Regions from separate parts of the Mus musculus genome. Here regions 2, 3, 4 and 5 are each linked to region 1. A link is a contact called in public HiCAR-type, HiChIP or PLAC-seq and promoter capture Hi-C data. All regions are on one chromosome and are shown on one strand. Each heading gives the region's core, a stretch centred on a gene start, on an enhancer-like site or on the middle of the called end of the contact. The rest is flanking DNA. Distances are from core to core; before and after follow the strand shown.

Region 1 (2,658 bases), core at 107-2,606:
AGATCTTCACCTAGTTCTCAGTGAGGAATGCTGACTAGAAAGCTTCAGCCAACTAAAGCCCAGACAGGATGGCTCTCTGAAAACTGGCGTTTCAGCCCTTGCTGGATTCATAGAATAAGATCTAAGTCACATATAAGGCTCAATAATCCTAGGAAAATGGGCCATGGTGTTTCCCTGGAGAACAAACTGATTTTCTTAAAAATGTAGACAATGCGTCAGAAATACATCTTATAAATAACCAAGGCTTTGGTCACTTGATAGGACTGGCATTTATCTTTAAGCTTACTCAACAGTTTCTCTTTCACATATATATTCCGTTATATCACATGCATTATTTTTTTTAATTTTAGTTTTTTTACTCTCTACATTCTTCAAAGTGCAAATATCTTGCATTTGTAATGCTTAATTCAGGCATTTGACACAGCTCCTAGGTTTTCTGAATATGTCTAGAAAAATGACTCATAATGGTCCGTTGATCAGATCTGCCTCCAGGCTGTACCAAGGTGAGATTCCATCAGAAAGTCTCTGCTTTCAGGCTCCAAATCTCTTACTGCAGCAAACTGAATGGTAGGCAAAAATACTGCTTTCTTTTGTGAGGAGGAAAAAGATTCAAAGATGTTTAATTTTTTATTTTAAAAATAGATTCATAAAGTGCAAGAAATTATTTCTCTCCAGTGCTTTTTATTTTCATCTTCGACAAGCTGTTGAAAAACAGTAAGAAAAAAAAATCAGTAACACAGTAGTATCTTTAACTTCAAATTTCTGTACTGTGATCGCAAACCATGAACTAAGAGAAGAAAACTATAGGACTGAAGAATAACTATGATGAAACGCAAAGCTCCTGCCATCCACGTTAAAAAGCCACTGTGGACCCTATGAATGTGGAGGCTGGGCGTGAAATGACTCCCTCCCCCATTTCGAAGTTAAATGTTAAGGTGTAACTGCATCGCACGTGGTAAAACATTCCCATTAAATACCCTCAGCAAACTGAGCTGTTAATACCTGAAAGTAAGTTGTTAGAGAAGACAAAACTATTTTCTTTCTGAAGCAAGCCATGTTCTTGCAAGCCGTGCAAGGACGACTCCTGGGTCGCGCGGCTCCCACGATCCGGGCTGCGTTGGGCTTAGGGAGTGAGAACCCGGCGGACTCGGGCTGCAGCGCGTGCTCAGGCCAGGTCCAGCTTTTTCTGAGTCGTTGCCAGCTTGTCCTGCAGCCTCCGCTTCCTCCAGTCTAGGTAACGCCTCCGCAGCCGATTCGCTTGCCAGCCCAGGACCACTCCAGAGGCGAAAGCCACTAGCACGGACACCTGCAGCGTCCTCTCAGACACGTCCGCCATTGCAACCACTCAGCACAAAGTAGAGTGAGCTACGGATTGGCGCAAGGATCAGATGCCACAGCGCTCGCTTGAGGCCCGCTCTGAGTCTGCGCGAGGAAAGGACAGGAAAGGAAGCAGAGTTCCCTGACTCTTAGATCAGGAGTCTTAACTGTGATGTGAGATGGTCTTGGTTTCTGATGGGCTCCGCGTTTCTTCTACATTTCTTGTTTGACATTAGTCAGATATTCACTTGCATCATACCCGAAGTGTTATCTACTATTGTTCGTTTTTGTTTTGTTTTGTTTCTTTCTTTTTGGTTTTTCGAGACAGGGTTTCTCTGTATAGCCCTGGCTGTCCTGGAACTCACTTTGTAGACCAGGCTGGCCTCGAACTCAGAAATCCGCCTGCCTCTGCCTCCCAAGTGCTGGAACGCCTGCGCCACCACGCCCGGCTTTGTTCGTTTTTCTTATCTAAGCTTTCTGGTAACTCGATTTTAAAATAAACAAATAGAGAAAAAAACTTAATAACACTTAAAAAGAACAAATTTAGATGAAATGGTCTTTAATACGTTTTCTCTTACCCCAGTATACAGGGTATTTTAATATATAATCTTCCAAGTTACTAGTGTCAATGCAATAGCCACAGCTCTCATCAATGGAATAAAAAGTGGACATTGTCAGACCAATGACCTTTAAGTACTTAAAAAAGAGAAGCAGCAGCGGTCGCCATCTTGGTCTGAGACCCGCCGAACTTAGGAAATTAGTCTGAACAGGTGAGAGGGTGCGCCAGAGAACCTGACAGCTTCTAGAACAGGCGGAAGCACAGAGGCGCTGAGGCAGCACCCTGTGTGGGCCGGGGACAGCCGGCCACCTTCCGGACCGGAGGACAGGTGCCCACCCGGCTGGGGAGGCGACCTAAGCCACAGCAGCAGCGGTCGCCATCTTGGTCCGGGACCCGCCGAACTTAGGAAATTAGTCTGAACAGGTGAGAGGGTGCGCCAGAGAACCTGACAGCTTCTAGAACAGGCGGAAGCACAGAGGCGCTGAGGCAGCACCCTTTGTGGGCCGGGGACAGCCGGCCACCGTCCGGACCGGAGGACAGGTGCCCGCCCGGCTGGGGAGGCGGCCTAAGCCACAGCAGCAGCGGTCGCCATCTTGGTCCGGGACCCGCCGAACTTAGGAAATTAGTCTGAACAGGTGAGAGGGTGCGCCAGAGAACCTGACAGCCTCTGGAACAGGCAGAAGCACAGAGGGGCTGAGGCAGCACCCTGTGTGGGCCGGGGACAGCCAGCCACCTTCCGGACCGGAGGACAGGTGCCCGCCCGGCTGGGGAGGCGACCTAAG
Region 2 (2,658 bases), core at 45-2,544, 920 kb after region 1:
TGGGCCTTTTATATTCTCTGAGCTCTCAGGAGAGGGTGAGTAGAGAGGTTTCAGTAGCTAAAGGTGCTAGTGAATTAGAAGTCACCGGGAAATTATAAAGGCTATTCCAGATAATTAAGATTCATCCTTATACTTCTGCTCCTCTAGTCAGGTACCAACTTCTGTCTTAGTTTGGGTTATTGATGAGAAGACACCATTACCAAAGCAAGTCTTATAAAGGCAAACATTTATTTGGGTCTGGTTTACAATTTTAGAGGTTCAGTCCATTATCGTGGTGGGAAGCATGGCAGCATCCAGGCAGACATGGTGCTGGAGGAGCTAACAAGTCTTGATCTGAAGGCACCCAGGATTCCTGCAGGCAGCCAAAAGGAGGGTCTCTTCTGCACTGATCAGAGCTTGAGCACTAGGAGACCTCAAAGCCCACCCACACAGTGACATACTTCCTACAACAAGGCCACACCTATTCCAACAAGGCCATACCTCCTAATAGTGCCACTTCCTGTGGGTCAAGCATATTCAAACTACTACATGTAGGTCAAGGTCATACACAAGAAGTTTTATATCCAAAAACAAGATATTCCCATTTTATTTCATTACCCCAACAATGCTTCCCCCCACCCCAACAATTCATTTGATGTGCCTACGTGTCTCTTTGTACTTAGAACCTTCCAGGATTTCTCAGCTGGCCTCTTCAGAGGTGCTCTCTAGCCCAGCATGATGTGGTCCATACAGAGTTAGTTCCTGTCCAGTTTCCCCTCTGGAGGGACTGTCCACAACTGATGGGCCTCAGGTGTACAATTAGGTAAACGCTCTCTGATACAGATCCCTTTTCTGGCGGGTATATCCAACCTTTTGACAATTACAACACATGTAGGGTTTACTCACACTCAGAAAACATGCAATTGAGCTATTAAACAAAATCACACACACACACACACACACACACACACACACACACACACACACACACAAACATCAAAATGTTTAAAGTTAGTTTACAATTTTATTTGGTTTGCACTCATAGCTACTTTCAGCCACATTCAGCCATGGGTTGGGCACCCTGGAGCTGCTTGGTCTTGCAAGCTCTAATTACCAGGGACCCTAAGCGTGGTAGGATCTGCCTTAGACACATTCTCACCTCATTAGACACACAAAGGAAAGCCTTGTTTGTTTTGGAGAAAATGTTGCTTTGCTATCTTAAGCCTCAGGGCTTCTAGTTAAAGCTACTAACCGCAGACCGGCCTCCTTTATGGCTTTGATGAGGAGTTTCACAAGCAAGAACAGGCTGTCTTTGTGGCGAATATTAGAACGGGCTCACACTAGCTGAAGTTGCTTTCTGTCCTCACACTGCTCAAGAAACTCTCTGGGAGGTGATAAATATTCATGGATTCCCCATTTGCGGCTTGTATCTGGTGGCTGGTGTTCCAGTTTTGCTGTAAATGACCCTCAGCCTCTCTGGGTACACAGGAAATGAAACCAGCCTGTAAGCATTTGACAATTCTCCACATGATTTGGAAATGGTGGATGAAATTAAAGTTCTCTAAAATTTTACGAGCAAAATTTAAAAGGAAGCTCATTGGATTTAGAACTAGTTAAAACAATATCAACAACAAAAGCCAGTTTGGGAGACCAAGATGGAGGCTCTCATCTTAGGTTAGATTTTGTCTTGCAGGGTTATTTAGGTTACTGTGCCCATTTATCAGCAGGCAGAGCAGATAGATGAGAGTCTGTGTAGCACACATTTCTACCTGGAGGCGAAGGAGGTGGAACACTTTCTTGAAACTGGCCCAGAGCGCTGAGTCCTGATTCTGAAACTGAGCAGCGGTCGGTATCCATTCTGCAACGAGGAAATGGAGACTGAGGGCTGAGTCAGACTTAAAACACGATCACTCAGTTGGCTCTTCAAGTGTTGGTAGTGTCCATGTTGTCTGCCTGTGTTCCCCACCCCCCTCAGTGAAACAGCCCCACCAGCTCTAGCTGGAGAAATAGAATAGTCTTGAAATGCAAAGTCATCTTATTAAAAATTGTAGACTTCCCTGAACAAACCATGAGGTCTTCCCATCAAATGTGCTGCGAGTGTGGGCTCTTGGGTTCTGAGGAGCAGGGAGGACTCTAAATTTTCCTGGAGTGGATGGGATGGGGCATGCATTTTAGAGAAAGCAGCAGCAGCCTCAGGGCCTGGGGGGAGACTGGCATCAATTCTAAACATCTATTCATTTAGTGTTAGGGTGTAATTTTATGTTTGGGGGGGACGGACGGACAATGTGCTATACACAGTTAAATGCAAGCCAAAACTCGACTGAGGCAGAGGCTATCAACAGGAGGTGAAGTGGTGTGTTTTTAGTTGTTTGTTTTGTTTTTCAAGACTGACTTTCCCTTTATAACCCTGGCTGAGATTAAAGGCGTGTGCTTCCACCGCCCAGCTAGTAAGGTGAGCTTTAAACTCATCTACAAAACGTTTGCAAAGCCCAACTGCGCAGGGCAGCCCAGGACCTATGGACTCTGCCTTTGGGAGTGGGACTTGCCCTGTCTGGCCATGCTAGAGCCAGTATGTCTAAAGTCTGATACTTGCAAAAGGCTGGGGAGCCTTTTCCTACCTTCCAAGAGGAAGTGTAGGAAGAACTTGGCCCTTAATTTAGGACTAAGGTAGTTGTGCTT
Region 3 (2,658 bases), core at 84-2,583, 890 kb after region 1:
TGTGTGAATCCAAACGCATTCTTGTCAGCCTTCTAGTCAAAACTAAGTTATTACTACAGAGACCCGAGTGGAGCTAGGTCAGAAACATGGGGATCCACCTCACAGACATTTCGACACACGGCATGTAAAGATAACTAACATTCAAACATTCTGTGGCATAGTATGTGCCTTTTTGTCTCTGAGGAAACCTCTACAACAGCATTTGTTAGCAGCACTATAACCCTCAGTGTTTGAAATGGCACTTAAGAATAACAACTGCTAACTAAATTTGACTTGAAGCTCTCATCTAAAGTCTTGTTGGCATCATTTTTTTTAACAATCTGAAAGCCTCTAGTTTATACGAAGCCCTCTATAGCTACAAAATCTTCCTTGCTGTGACTTAAACGTCATTCCTGAAATGATTACGCCAAAAAACAGGCCCAAGTTTCTTTTTCACCTCCTAGAAATAAAATCAATATTGAGAACAGAACTTGAAAAACACATATGCCTTATGAAAAGTAGGGGCTTATCAAAATGTGGCTGGCCTTTCCAAATTCTATTCAACAAAGCAGTCAACATTAAAGAACTTGCAACTTTACCCGACGTTTCCTCATGCAAACATGCAATGTCATTCCCTTTTAGCTTAAAACGAACCTACAGGATAACTTTTTATAGCATCATTTTCTCAGTTAGATGCCTTTTAACCCAAAGACATCATACTTAATACTTTTACAGTTCTCCAAAAGTTGTTAAACGTGTTATTCGTTACAGGCCACATAAAAGCATTGAGTTGACATGCTAGAAATAAAACTGTCATTACTGGTTACTAGGAACATATGCAAACAGCGGGACCCTGAGCTGGGTCTCTACAAAAACAGGCTTTCCGTGCTTTTGAGTGAACCGCGCCACGGCGTAGCGGCCGGAGCATCGGCTCATGGCGCGTCGGGCCAACCCGGAAAGCCCAGTCTGATACTGGGGTTCCTCTCACCCCAGCAGGAGCTCAAGGCCAGCCCCGGGGCGCTCAGCCCTTGGGGCACCCGGTGCAGCGAAATTCCAACACCAAGTCGCAGCGATGCGCGACCCGGCCCGGCCCGACCCGGCCCGGCCCGCACCTGAATAACTCGGGACGCGTCAGGCGCTTGCGAGCCCCGGCTGCTCCCCGGAGGCACAAGGGCCGCGAAGGCCCGAGAGCAGCGACAGGACCGTCACGATGACTCCTCACCGCCCCAGTTTCTCATCCCTTTTCCCTCCCGGATGCCGGAGGAAGAATGGGCGGCAGCGGGACACCAAAGACTTGCGAACAACTCAAATGGCTGGAGCCATCTTGGATTTCCCGACCTGCCTCGCGCCAGGGCAGAGCCAGGCTGGGGACGCGCGGCAGCGGAGAGGACCTAGCGCCTGCGCAGTTGAAAAAGGTGTCTGTGCAAGTGCCTATAGCGAAGGCGGTCACTTAACGACGTTACCTCTTTAACAAACCAAATCTCTAAGATCCTGAACTACCTTCTCAATTGAGCTAAGTTAGGTAATTTTTTTTCCCAGCTGGTTGAGTTTCCTTCTCATCTCAAAAGGGGATGTGTGCCTCCTGGCTGATGAATGGGAGCGGAAGGGAGACCACTCATTTTCTCAGGATTGCATGGAAAATTCTCTACCCGGAAATCACACACCCCCACCCAAGATGGGCTTTAGTCCGTTAACTGTTCGTCATCGCTAAGAAAAAAAAAAAAAAAAAAAAAAAAATGGTGAGGCCTATCATAGCCTAAAGAATAAAGAGTTCCAGTCCATTTCTTTGCTCCAAAATTCAGTTTGTTGGAATTTGATAACTTCACTGTAATTGTCTATTGTGATACACATTTATTTTAGTTCATTCTCATCCCTTTTCTTGGAACGCCATCCTTCAGAGCTTGAAGCTGCACTGCAACAGGAAGGCTTGCTCTTAGAACTTGGTGAGCGGAATGCCTGCTTAGCTGAAATTCGCTTGCCTGGATAATCAAAAACAGTCAAATTAACACATATTCCACATGCTCTGCTCCGACCTCTTGATTCCTCCCCGCAAAACCTCCCTATCCTACAAAGGCCTTTCTATCACACACTAGGCTATCTGGAAGAACAAACAGAAGAAAACCCAACAAGGAGCACACGTAAGTGGCCTGTCAATCTCACTGCTTCCATTCTCTACCCTCTACCTCTTGCCCCATCACACAGTTTGTCTACAACCCCATCAACCCTACCAGGAGTCACTTGGACTAGGATACCCCACTCTCCACTGTGTTCTGAGCAACCAAGCCATTGTCATTCTCCTTGAGTCTATGATATCTTCTGCCACTGCCAGCCTAGGATGAGGGAGATGGGGATTGCCTTCTGAAGAGGCCGTACTTAGAAACCCAAACCGATAGGGAACAAACTGGTCGGTGAATGAAAACAAGGACGTGACCACTCCTAGATATGGTTGAGGAGGTTTTTATTGTAGATATTGAGGAATTGGGAGGAGTTGGGCTACAGCTCTTCTCTGCCGGGTGTCCTTGGTAAAATTACAATTATCGCATCTCTGGTTGTAAGGTATAGAAACAAAATGGCTTTTTGCTGGCTATAGAGAACAAAGAGCTTCTTTCCAGCTGTATTTTTAGAGATCAGGGAAAACAAACTTGGGGGAATGTTTTAGGGGCTTTACCTCCCAGGGAG
Region 4 (2,658 bases), core at 46-2,545, 820 kb after region 1:
GAGCTCAGTTTTCCTTCACTCCCACGTTAGACCAAGAGAGAGAAGGACAGACGTCAGTACCCTTTGGGGAAAGAATCTGAGCACACCGCTCCATTGTCTGTCTGCTGGACAGTACCTACACTCAAAGCAGCTGCCCCTTGTGTCTCCATTCCACATGTATCAGAGGTGAAGCAACGTCCTGGGCAATCAGCCTTCCCTTGTAGTCACAAGTGCCACTTTTGATACTAGAACACTTCAGGTGTTTCTCGGGCTCTTCCCTTGACGTGGTTCCCAGGAGGCTGGCTGCTGTGCATGGTAAGACTGGTTCCCACAGCATGGTTTGGAGACTAGTAAATAGTTTATCTGAAGATCCTAACATGGTTGACTCAAGAGCACTAGAATCTCTTCTTGGTGTCCGTCCAGCGGACAAAAAGGCCCATCAATGCTGTTTCCACTGAATTCAGTCCTCTCTTTCAAGTCCTCCCATGGCAGCCATTAACAATTGAGAGTGAAAAATAACTTGGACAGTGGGTTCAATATTGATACAAATTGAATGTTCATCACCAACTGCCATTTAATTGCAATCCCTAATCTAAAAGTGAAGGAAAGCACATTTTGCCCTCAAGGTCAGCCACAAATTACCTTGCTGCAGGCAGGCAGGCAGGCAGATGGACATTACCAAATCCCAACGCAGCAATTTCTATTGGCTTTTTCAGAAACAAGCGGGAAGTTAACGAGTAGGCATTCTGCAGTTCCTACTTGTTTACAGTCACACTGGTCTGAGAGAAAGCTGTGAGCACAGGTTGAAATGGAGTGAAAGGAGTGTTGTTCCTGTTACATGGGGCATCATGAGCTGTCCTGAAACTCAGAATGCAAAAGCACTTTCCAGACCTTTAGTTCAGATAGACTGATTTCCGTATTTCTTAACACTCCTCTGTGGCGGTAATTCTGTATTTTCAGTATTTTGAGCAGGTGTCATGCACAGCCTGCACAGGCTGCAAACACCAAGTACCACAGACAAGCATCAGGAGTTTATCGCTTAATACTTCTAGGTGCTAAAGCTCAAGACTGTCTGACTGGTTCCTCACAAGGGAATCTTCTTAGTTTGTGAGCAGTTGTGCTATGAGTTCTCACATGGTACAGAGAGAAAATCATCTCTTTTTCCTCTTCTGAGCAGGACATCGATTCTACCAAATAGACTCCCCCTTAGAGTGCCCTTTAACCTCGATTACCTCCAAAGAGCTGCAGCCTACACAGCTGCACCAAGGTCAGGGCTTGGGCACAGTCCAGTACTCCATGCTGAGCAATTCTTCATTCAGTAGAAAACTGCTGGCAGTAACGCTGTCTGTCATCCATCCACCACGGGAAGCACAGACTCATTGTAGAGAAGATAACTGTTACGTAACAGACAACACACAAACGCTCCCGGAGAGCACAAAGTCCATTTTCACAATGTGGCTTTTTAAGCCTTGCACTTCTGAGTACAGAACCTGAACCACTAAAGTTATAAGGCTTAAAAACTCAGCCTGTCCATCTATTCTCTGAAGTCCAAAGCAATCAATAGTTTTGAAAACAAACCAAAAATCTTTATTTACAAAATGTGAGTTTTAACTGATGTTTTATACATCATATGACACGTGGACAGCACCAGCGTTATCTGTCTTATTTTCAACATGAATTTTAAGCACAGTGAGGCGTATGCAACTGAGTTCCATTGGTTACAAAACAGAAATGCTGCCTTCACTTTGCTGCCATCAGGATTCTGTGCCGCAGTCATTTCTAGGGTGGGTTTCCCTCGGCAGAGGTGGTCACATGACCATCGGCTGTGGGTTCCCAAGCAGCACAGGAGCCAGTCTTAGCAAAGCCCGGACGGGCATCTTCAGGTGTCGGAACCTGTAGAGGAGTTCAGCAAAGCTTGTGCTCCCTAAAGAGACAGAGATGCAGAAGGTGACATCACTACACAGCCGCAGCCACACAGCCCTCCCAAGCTCTGCACACCACACCTGAGCCAGAAAGCCTTCCTTCTACACAAAAGCACCCCAGTGGCAAACCTTGAATTTTTAATTTCCTAAAACAATTAAAGAATTTAAATGTATCCATTCTGTACTTTAGAAATTAACCACTGTGAAAACTTATCTGTGTACATTAAATTCAATTAACTTCAATTACTATAAGTGATTTTGAAAACTGATTTTAATACTTGATTTTTGATCTGTGAGTTCAATCTTTTACAAACAAACAACCTCAACAGACTAAAGACTGAGAGTTAATCTACTGTCTCTTGTTCTTGGTCCCACAGTTTACAAATACTCACTGGAGTGAGGCCTGGATATCTGGGATTTTAGACAATACCCAAGCGATTGTCTACCGAGATCTAGACCCACAGGCACATCGCCAAAGAGTCTCTCAAGCTTCCTCCTCCTTTCCTCCCCACCCCACAGTCCCAGCAGCACGGGTTATACACCTTCCTGTTTCTCTGCACGTGGGCTGCTGCTTTTGTTTTACTTTTTCTTTTTCTCATTCTGCAGTGTTTACTTTCTTATTTGATTAAGAACAGGGTGGGGAGCAAAGAAAGAAAATAGAGGGGGTAAAAGGTAGATAAGAATCTTGCCCCACCAGAAGCCAGGGAGAGACAGCTATTTGGTTTGCAGCAAAGTACGAATGGCAAAGTGTGAACAA
Region 5 (2,658 bases), core at 109-2,608, 760 kb after region 1:
TGCTACCAGTGGATCTCAAGGTTTCTGAACGTTTCTAGAAGGTAAGCTAAGCAAGAAGTTGGTTTGGGTATGTCATTTTTGTTGAACTAAAAATGGACGGCATGGCACGTCACTCTCTACTTCTTTTCTCACGAGTTAGAAAATTGCATGGTGTATGCTTGCAATGTTTTCTGGGAAGGTCTGGATGTGGTAACAGGAGTAAGGCCAGGCTCGGGCTCAGCCTCAGCCGTGGGAAGAGGCAAGGTGCACACATGACTCCCGCAACCAAAACACAGCACAAGAGGTTCTGGGAACTGAAACCACAGGTGAGTCAGCACATGGGAGAGGGAACAGGACAGGGCACGTGAGTAAATCCTCACCCCAGCCCAGCACTTAAGGAGAATGTTCAAAGCAGGAGGCGGGGGAGGGTCCCATCCCAGGTAGGAGGTGCTGGGCCAGGTCACAAGAACCCTTAGGCGAGTCCTAACCACCACTCATCCACTGGCAGGGCTGCATTGCCCAGCTCAGGCAAGCTTTAACTCAGAAGGAGCCCATTACGGCTTGAACTCAAAATGTCCCACACAGGTTCAAGTGTTTGAACACTTGATCCCCAGCTGGTAGCATTGTTCCGGAGGAAGGTTGTAGAGCCTAGGAGGTAGAGCCTTCCTGGAGGAAGTGATTCACTGGTGGGGGGACCCACTCACTTCCTGACTACTCTCTGCTACAGGGCTGCCAAGACAGTGTGGTGTGTCTCCTCAGATTCCTGTTGATGGACTGTGTCCCTTATTAAACCATGAACCACAATAAATGCTTCACTCCCAAAACTGCCTTGTCAGGTATTTTGCCAGAGCAGTAAGAAAGGTAACTACACTGGGCACAAGCTGGCTTCATTTAGGACTCTGAAATATCTGACCCCCATATAGAACCAGCCAGTGGAGGCCCCACCCCAGAAGTTCTTGCTCAACAGACAGACACATCTATCATCGATGTGTTTGTGAAGTCCAGCAACTGATCCAAATCAGTTCCCTCATAGTAAACACTGCACTTAAAGGATTTAAAGGAAATCTCTGTGTAACCAACAAGGAGAAGGGGCCCACTAAGCCTGCTTCCCTCTGAGAAGGAGAAGTAGGTCAAGGCTACGCCCTATCCAGGGATGTGAATGACTCCTGAGCCCGTCTGGTGCTGAGCTAATTCTGTAAGAATGAATTCATCTCATACCCAGCAACCTGGTAACTTGCTTCCTATTGTTATCCCTCCTGAGGAACCCTAGCTTCAGAGAGCTTTAGAACTTCAATCATGGTCAGAGCTAGAATCTGAGTGTTGGCAGCTTTTTCGGAACTTTTCACAACCCCATTGTCCTGAAATGTCTCAGGAGACTGCCACACCCTAACATCCGGGGAATTCCACAAGGGTCAGATCCCTGGGCTTAGCACAGAGTGATCCAAGCTAGGGTGGCATCTCAACAAGAGGTTTATTCATTCTAAAATGCGGGAGATGTGGCTGGGCCATGCATACTAGGAGCATTTGTAGGCTCTCTCTGCCAACATGCCAACCAAGCCTCATGCAGGTTTGGTGAAAGGCAAGAATCAACAATTTTCCAGCCATGCGACAGCTGCTTGGGGGAAGGTAGGCCATGGGATGGCAAGGGTAGGACACACTATTTCCCACTGTCTGGCCTCAACTTGCCCATAGTACAGAAGGCTAGATGCTACTTAGGTTTGGAAGATGGGGCCAAAGCAACAAGTATATGTTAAAAACCAGGGTGTCCTGGCCCCCCATCTCTGTTTTTAACCTGTATAGCCCGTGACTAGGCAGTCTCACGAAGACCTGCTAGCAGCTGTCTCCTGTGGCCCCAGCCATCTTTCTTTTTCTTTTTTCTTTTTTTTTTTTTTATTACGTATTTTCTTCAATTACATTTCCAATGCTATCCCAAAAGTCCCCCCCCCCCACTCCCCTACCCACCCATTCCCATTTTTTGGCCCTGGCATTCCCCTGTACTGGGGTATATAACGATTGCCTGACCAATGGGCCTCTCTTTCCAGTGATGGCCGACTAGGTCATCTTTTGATACATATGCAGCTAGAGTCAAGAGCTCTGGGGTACTGGTTAGTTCATAATGTTGTTCCACCTATAGGGTTGCAGTTCCCTTTAGCTCCTTGGGTACTTTCTCTAACTCCTCCATTGGGGGCCCTGTGATCCATCCAATAGTTGACTGTGAGCATCCACTTCTGTGTTTGCTAGGCCCCGGCCTAGTCTCACAAGGGACAGCTATATCACCGTCCTTGCAACAAAGGCTTGCTAGTGTATGCAATGGTGTCATCGCTTGGAGGCTAATTATGGGATGGATCCCTGGATATGGCAGTCTCTAGATGGACCATCCTTTTGTCTCAGCTCCAAACTTTGTCTCTGTAACTCCTTCCATGGGTGACCCAGCCATCTTTCAAGGCTGGCGTTGTTCCCACTTACACCCTGAGAGTTGGCAACCCTGGTGACTCCTGCTAAAGAGTCATAGCTGCAAGTCTCTAAGGAAGAAGTGTAGATGGCAGGAGACAGGCCCTTCTCCAAGATACAGGCTCTTCTTGGCCCAGGTTCACAGGCCCTTTTCAGGTTCTGTAGCCCATGCATTTTCATTGGTGGGTGTGACACTCTTGCTGGGTTCTCAGAGCAGCCATCTCTGGT

What was found. Promoter capture Hi-C pulls out the DNA fragments that hold promoters and counts their contacts. HiCAR-type assays count read pairs that join an accessible place to other places. HiChIP or PLAC-seq counts read pairs in DNA pulled down with a chosen protein or histone mark.
Region 2: a contact with region 1 is called in a HiCAR-type map of astrocytes, with 4 times the contacts expected there. The contact joins the enhancer-like site here to the promoter of Mtln in region 1. A contact is called at or near these places in 8 of 39 promoter capture datasets (3T3-L1-derived adipocytes, the HPC-7 cell line, cranial neural crest and 5 more) and 1 of 115 datasets of contacts at active chromatin or transcription factors (astrocytes).
Region 3: a promoter capture Hi-C map of neural stem cells shows a contact between it and region 1. The contact joins the promoter of Anapc1 here to the promoter of Mtln in region 1. A contact is called at or near these places in 10 of 39 promoter capture datasets (the 3T3-L1 cell line, the C10 cell line, cranial neural crest and 6 more), 1 of 15 datasets of contacts at CTCF or cohesin (the NIH/3T3 cell line), 3 of 484 Hi-C or Micro-C datasets (bone marrow-derived macrophages, cardiomyocytes and embryonic stem cells), 10 of 115 datasets of contacts at active chromatin or transcription factors (the 230-238 cell line, bone marrow-derived macrophages, embryonic stem cells and 4 more) and 4 of 9 other capture datasets (adipose tissue, embryonic stem cells, liver and 1 more).
Region 4: a contact with region 1 is called in a promoter capture Hi-C map of liver, with 3 times the contacts expected there. The contact joins the enhancer-like site here to the promoter of Mtln in region 1. A contact is called at or near these places in 15 of 39 promoter capture datasets (the 3T3-L1 cell line, the C10 cell line, the HPC-7 cell line and 9 more), 9 of 484 Hi-C or Micro-C datasets (the C2C12 cell line, the HPC-7 cell line, bone marrow-derived macrophages and 5 more), 11 of 115 datasets of contacts at active chromatin or transcription factors (the 230-238 cell line, bone marrow-derived macrophages, effector CD8 T cells and 4 more) and 2 of 9 other capture datasets (adipose tissue and macrophages).
Region 5: a contact with region 1 is called in an H3K4me3 HiChIP or PLAC-seq map of bone marrow-derived macrophages, with 4 times the contacts expected there. The contact joins the enhancer-like site here to the promoter of Mtln in region 1. A contact is called at or near these places in 8 of 39 promoter capture datasets (the 3T3-L1 cell line, cranial neural crest, embryonic stem cells and 5 more), 4 of 115 datasets of contacts at active chromatin or transcription factors (acute myeloid leukemia, bone marrow-derived macrophages, embryonic stem cells and 1 more) and 2 of 9 other capture datasets (embryonic stem cells and macrophages).

What each region holds. Positions count from the first base shown.
Region 1 is chr2:127,791,132-127,793,789 of GRCm38.p6, forward strand. Mtln (mitoregulin) reads right to left here and starts at 1,357. Exons shown (of 2, transcript NM_001384135.1): 1 at 1,003-1,357; 2 at 251-701. The coding sequence starts at 1,336. The coding sequence ends at 1,166.
Region 2 is chr2:128,708,222-128,710,879 of GRCm38.p6, forward strand. All of the region lies in intron 1 of Mertk (MER proto-oncogene tyrosine kinase), which reads left to right. Among named protein-coding and RNA genes, the nearest start is that of Mertk, 11 kb to the left of the region's middle. Within about 2 kb of position 1,295, at least 63 of the 459 cell types and tissues checked have an H3K27ac peak or open chromatin away from gene starts, as enhancers often do. A contact at or near this core is called in astrocytes and liver, where this site is marked.
Region 3 is chr2:128,686,062-128,688,719 of GRCm38.p6, forward strand. Anapc1 (anaphase promoting complex subunit 1) reads right to left here and starts at 1,334. Exons shown (of 48, transcript NM_008569.2): 1 at 1,092-1,334. Gm39931 (a long non-coding RNA gene) reads right to left here. Exons shown (of 5, transcript XR_001783466.2): 5 at 1,756-1,958.
Region 4 is chr2:128,611,161-128,613,818 of GRCm38.p6, forward strand. Anapc1 (anaphase promoting complex subunit 1) reads right to left here. Exons shown (of 48, transcript NM_008569.2): 48 at 1-1,903. The coding sequence ends at 1,788. Among named protein-coding and RNA genes, the nearest start is that of Gm39929, 7.1 kb to the left of the region's middle. Within about 2 kb of position 1,296, at least 14 of the 459 cell types and tissues checked have an H3K27ac peak or open chromatin away from gene starts, as enhancers often do. A contact at or near this core is called in liver, where this site is marked.
Region 5 is chr2:128,551,928-128,554,585 of GRCm38.p6, forward strand. No RefSeq gene overlaps it. Among named protein-coding and RNA genes, the nearest start is that of Gm39928, 3.5 kb to the left of the region's middle. Within about 2 kb of position 1,359, at least 26 of the 459 cell types and tissues checked have an H3K27ac peak or open chromatin away from gene starts, as enhancers often do. A contact at or near this core is called in bone marrow-derived macrophages, where this site is marked.